Regions from separate parts of the Gossypium hirsutum genome. Here region 1 is linked to region 2. A link is a contact called in public Hi-C data. All regions are on one chromosome and are shown on one strand. Each heading gives the region's core, a stretch centred on a gene start, on an enhancer-like site or on the middle of the called end of the contact. The rest is flanking DNA. Distances are from core to core; before and after follow the strand shown.

Region 1 (2,700 bases), core at 24-2,523, 87 kb before region 2:
CTTTCGAATAGTTTAGAGAAAATTTTGTAACTTTTGAAGTTGAGTGACCAAAATGTAAACTTACTAATAGTTTAGTGACCTTGGGTCTAGTTTACCCAAAAATTATTTGTTAAATTCAAGTCCATTAAATCAATGCCATTTTTTGTTATATAGCTACTAAAATGAGTATTTTAAAAAAAAAATTTAACATGTCATACCAACGAATTTAACGGGAGTATTTATTGGTATTAATAATTGAATATGAATTTTTAAATTAAAAAAATAGAGGGACTAAATTCTTAAAAATAAAAGTATGAAAACTAAATTTCAAATGTATGAAAAGTACGAAAACTTAAAAGTATATTTTAATCTTCAAATATTTATTTTATAATTTAACCTCAAAAATAATTAACCTAATTGAAAGCGTGGTAACAACCATACTAGTTTATATAAAAGAGACACCTCTTCTTACAAGTGGTTGGAAGAAATACTTCCACTTTTTTTTAAGATTTTGGATCAAGTTCAAATCTTGAAGCTAATATTATTGGAAGAATTTTACCTAAAAATCAGCCTCACCTAAATATGACTAGACTCAAACCGTAAAATGAATGAGAATAAATGTAATTATATCAAAAGAGACGCCTCCAACAAACACACACTTAATGGGCAAAGGCTTAGTGAGAAGTAGATGGCTAGATGCTAGCAATTAATTATCATGTTACATGGAAGGGAATATATGGCCTTCAACCCTGTATTGATGCATTCACACAGCACACAGCTTAATAGGACAAAGTGATGAGTTGCACCATGCTTTCTGGTTTGTTACGTCTGATTGTCGTCATGAAATTTTAACACTTAAGTATTTAGATTGTTTTTCATATAGTGATATAAAACTTGCAGTTAAATTTTTAATTGATATTAATTTCGAGTTTTATTGTCGATAATTCTTTACCTAAGCTTATCTCTTTTATTACCATTATAATGAGAATCAAGATTTGGTAAATCAAAGAACATTGATTAGCAAAACGCACTGGAGGAATGAGTTTGATTAATTATTTGGCATTAATAGTTAAATCTTCTATTAAGTAAGTATGTAATAATTTTGTTTCATAATTCAGCTTACTTTGACCAATGCACCTTTACTTCAATATAATGATATTTACATTAAAAAGAAAAAAAAAATTGGGCTGGGTCTCACAGTAAACCGACCCGACTTTGGTTGAGGGAGGGGGTATTTTTGACCTGATGCTAAACACATTCCATTGACTATAGTCATCTAGAAAAGTCGGCTAGGGCTTCCCTGTTTGTCTATAAATAAGCACTCAGGGCCTCCCAATTCTTCTGTTTTGAGAGTTTCTCTCTCTTTCTCTTCGGGGGAGGGCTTCTTTCCGACAAAATTAGATCCTGAGAGTTCAAAGAAAAATAAAACATTAAAAAGAGCAGCTAACAGAAATCAGTTTGCAGTTAAAAATAAACTTGATTGTTTACTTGAGAGATAATCTAGGTCCGTATCTTATCACATCCGGTCGCCATGGATTTGCGGTTCCCTTACTCTCCCGCGGAAGTCGCCAAGGTTCGCGTGGTCCAGTTCGGCATCCTCAGCCCCGACGAAATTGTAATTTTCAATTTCTCCAACTTTTTCTTTCTCCTTTTTTCTTGCAGTCTTTTTGGTTGCTCTAGAATCTTTGTACTTAACTGGTAACTTCTTTGCGGTTCTTCTTTCGTATACTATACAAGATGAAACTGCTGGGACGTTTTCTTTTTCTTTTTCTTTTTCACTCGTTACTCGAGCTTGTTGAATTGGGGAAGTACGCTTTTTTATTTCCTTGTTTTTTTCTTCCTTTTTGCAGCGGCAAATGTCAGTGGTGCAGATTGAGCACAGTGAAACGACGGAGAGAGGAAAACCCAAAGTAGGAGGTTTAAGTGACCCGCGACTGGGCACGATTGACAGGAAATTAAAGTGCGAGACGTGTACGGCTAACATGGCAGAGTGTCCAGGGCATTTTGGGCACTTGGAGCTTGCCAAGCCTATGTTTCATATTGGGTTTATGAAAACTGTGCTTAGTATTATGAGATGTGTCTGCTTCAATTGCTCCAAGATTCTCGCTGATGAGGTACTACTATGTTTGATTAGGTTGCTTACCTTAATTCAAGCTGAACGTATTTTTAGTGGGTTGATAACTTCCTGTAATTTTTGATGCTTAATATTAATTAGTTCCCGCTTGCCATCTAAGGTAAAGAACACATAGATACGTTTGAAGAAGTTTGAGTAACTTGAGCAGTGTTAGATATGGTATTTTGAATTAATAGAAACTGGATGTGAAGCATATAAAAGGAATGATAGGTTTTAATGGTTTACTTTTGACTATGAAATATTGACTGTCGGGTAGGGAGTGATATCTGGCTTCATAGGTGATCCTTTTTTTTTAATTACAACTGCTTCGGGTTATGAATATGATTTCCGTGTTTCCATATTTGTGTTTTAATATGTTGTTGCACCTGCTATTTATGCATGCTCTTATGTGTTTATTATTCAGTTTGCATTAAAACCTTAGGAGCAAATATACCTGGTCAGTGGTTTTACGATGCCATTCTCTAATTTAATTGTTGTATTTTCAGGAAGATCATAAATTTAAGCAAGCTTTGAAGATAAAAAATCCAAAGAACAGACTAAAAAAAATTTTAGATGCATGCAAGAATAAAACTAAATGTGAGGGTGGT
Region 2 (2,737 bases), core at 9-2,508:
GACCCAAGCCAAAGACCTAACTTTTCTGAAATTATAGATATCCTTAAACAAATAGCTAAAGAGGTAAAGGTATTCATGGGAAACTAGGAATTGTAATTAGTGGAGTCAAAGAAAACAATTCTAAGCGTGGTAGTTACCTTTGAAATAGGTTGCAGATGAGGGGGAAGATGGGTGCAACATCAAGTCTTCTGATGCTTTCTTCTCCACCGTGAAGAGGAGGATGCTGTGAATTACACGTGTTGTCTCACTGCATGCATACATGCATTTCTTTTTTTTCTTTCTTTCTTCCTTTTTTTTGTTGGGGGGGGGGGGGATGTACAGCATTATGCATGATGAGAGGGATTATCCAGTTTTTGTAACTCTTGTTACCGTTTCCTTCAAATCCGTTTTTAAGTGTTACAATTGCTATCTCCCCCCTTGTTTCCTCTCACTCTCTCCTATAGAAGGTTTTCTAATAAGGGAAATGGATAAGGATTATTCAAGAATTAATCCGAAAACCAAATTTGATATTAAGTTTCTTGTCACTCATGATTCAAGTGTTTTTCACATGCAATGAGATAAAGAAAAAGTTATATTGAAAAAAAGTTACATTCATACTATTATTTCACTTATGATTGAAGTATTTTTGAGCACTTCCATCCTTCGGTATTTCAATTGTAATGATACTTTATGCTAAAGTTCATCAACCGACGGATGTTTCACACTTGCAAACGTTTACTCCCTTTTTTGGAGTATAAATTCCTGAGCCTCTCTTTTCGAGAATGATTTGTGGAGATTTATTTGAAAAGTTAGAATCTTTCTAAGTTGAACTTTTTTTTTTTTTTGTGGAAACGTAGTCTTAAGGCTAACCTCACTAAAGCTTTCCTTTGATTGAGGAAACTAAGTGTAGAGGATCTTTGCTCTTTTTGCTTTAGTGCATGGTAAGAGATCTCTTACCTTTTTGGGGATTGCCCCATCAGAAAGCGCTTCCGAGAATATCTCCACACTATTGCCCAATCTAGCACCTTGGTTCCACCTAGCTAGGAGGATTGCCTCTCCACTAATCTCTCCTCAAAGATATGTATGAACAGGTTGAGACTACCATGAAATGCCTTGTTTGCTTTTTCCGTCTAGGAGATATGGTTGGTAAGAAATGCTCGTGTTTTTGGTGATTCCTATCCAGTAAAGACTTTTGAGGAAAGAATCTTTTCAACGACGGGGCAATTTGTTGTCATCTCCTCAACAGTTTAAAGAGTTCCCCTCCCTTTACCTTAGTGACCTGGAACCCCCCCTCCCTCCAAAGGGATTGGTACAAACTCAATATGAATGGGTCATCGCCGAGAAACCCAGGGAAGCGAGGGCAGGAGCCATTATACAAGACCGTAATGGGAATTGGGTTACAGGATCTTATAGACATATCCCAAGATCTACCAATGTGGAAGCAGAGTTGCGAGCCCTCAAAAACGGCCTTCAGTTGGCAATAATTTAAAATTAGATAATATTGAAATTGAAGCAAATGCCACCACCATTATCCATTTTATGACTAATGAACTAACTTCTAATCTCTTGTTATGCAGACGCACTAGCTGAGCTAGGGAGCATTTTTCAAATTACCTCTCCCTCGAATGTTTTAAATTTTCAGAATTTGCTAGTAGCTGATATGTAAGGAGGTGTTATGTATCAAATAATATTTTAATTTCGCATTTTATGAAATCTAATTTTCTTTCAACCAGAAAAAAAAAAAAAAACCTTAACTAAGTATCACCCATCACTTAAGTCCCAATTTTAAAAAAATACATGCTCATAATACATTTAAACCGAAGACACCAAAATCTCCCTTGTTTTTACTTTACCAATTCTATCAAAGTCATATTTAATTTTTATAAATACATAAAATTTTTCACCATATAATCTAGTTGTTTTTATTTATTTATTTATTTATTTATTTATTTTTTGGTGGTGGTGGTGGTTTGTTCTTGTTAGTTTATGCCGTGCTTAATTCCCCATGTAATTCCAATGCTCAAGCGGGAGGCCGGACGCTTTTGCCTATTCAAATTAAAACTTAATGTTGCTCTCGGTCCTTTCCGTTGCTGTGATAAAAGATGATCCAGCAGAACTAAATGAGATCAATATTATATACCAGGCCATACGATGCCAAAACCTCGATTAATTTTTCTATAATGAAAGTTTCAATTGCCCTAAACCCTAAGAAAAAAAAGATACATTCTGGGACAGGGAAAAGTTGTCAAAAGCACATATTAGAAGCAAACTGGAACTATTGGGATTTTGCAGTCCTATATACACTGAACCAAATGAAATGAAAATAACACACAAAGGCTTGGGACACACCCTACTTCAACCTCATTCTCTTCTTCGTATGTTTATTGGGTGAATGGTGATGCTCCTTTTCCTCTGATGCCTTTGGTTGTTGCATCTCTTTCGACTTTCTGCTGTTTACAAACTGAGAGAAAGATGGAATTGCAGGCAGCTTAGTTTGCATCTGCGGGGTTGAAGCCTTTACTGAAGTCTTCGATTCAATGTCGCCACAACGTTGTTCACCAATAACTTTATTTACTTCTTTTTTTCTCTCATCATGTAACATAGCTGACACTGTTCGAGGAGAGGGTTCTTCCTTCCTTGTGATATTCTCCAAAGGAGACGTGATACCAGTACCGATTTGATTTGTTATCTCAGCTGCAGAGCTTGTTGTAGATAGCCACCTCACCTTACTCGCCACTTGCGAGTAATAAAAAGATTT

Evidence for each region. Hi-C and Micro-C count contacts between places; a contact is called where the count stands out from the background.
Region 1: a Hi-C map of hypocotyl shows a contact between it and region 2, with 2.5 times the contacts expected there. The contact joins the promoter of LOC107912855 here to the enhancer-like site in region 2. A contact is called at or near these places in 6 of 34 Hi-C or Micro-C datasets (anther, hypocotyl, leaf and 1 more).

What each region holds. Positions count from the first base shown.
Region 1 is chrD11:20,110,079-20,112,778 of Gossypium_hirsutum_v2.1, reverse strand. It overlaps LOC107912855 (DNA-directed RNA polymerase II subunit RPB1), which reads left to right and starts at 1,273. Exons shown (of 15, transcript XM_041106430.1): 1 at 1,273-1,594; 2 at 1,830-2,093; 3 at 2,599-2,700. The coding sequence starts at 1,511.
Region 2 is chrD11:20,022,577-20,025,313 of Gossypium_hirsutum_v2.1, reverse strand. It overlaps LOC107912858 (ATP-dependent DNA helicase Q-like 3), which reads right to left. Exons shown (of 20, transcript XM_016841211.2): 20 at 2,086-2,737. The coding sequence ends at 2,330. It also overlaps the pseudogene LOC107912857. Among protein-coding and RNA genes, the nearest start is that of LOC107912858, 12 kb to the right of the region's middle. Within about 2 kb of position 1,258, at least 5 of the 9 cell types and tissues checked have an H3K27ac peak or open chromatin away from gene starts, as enhancers often do.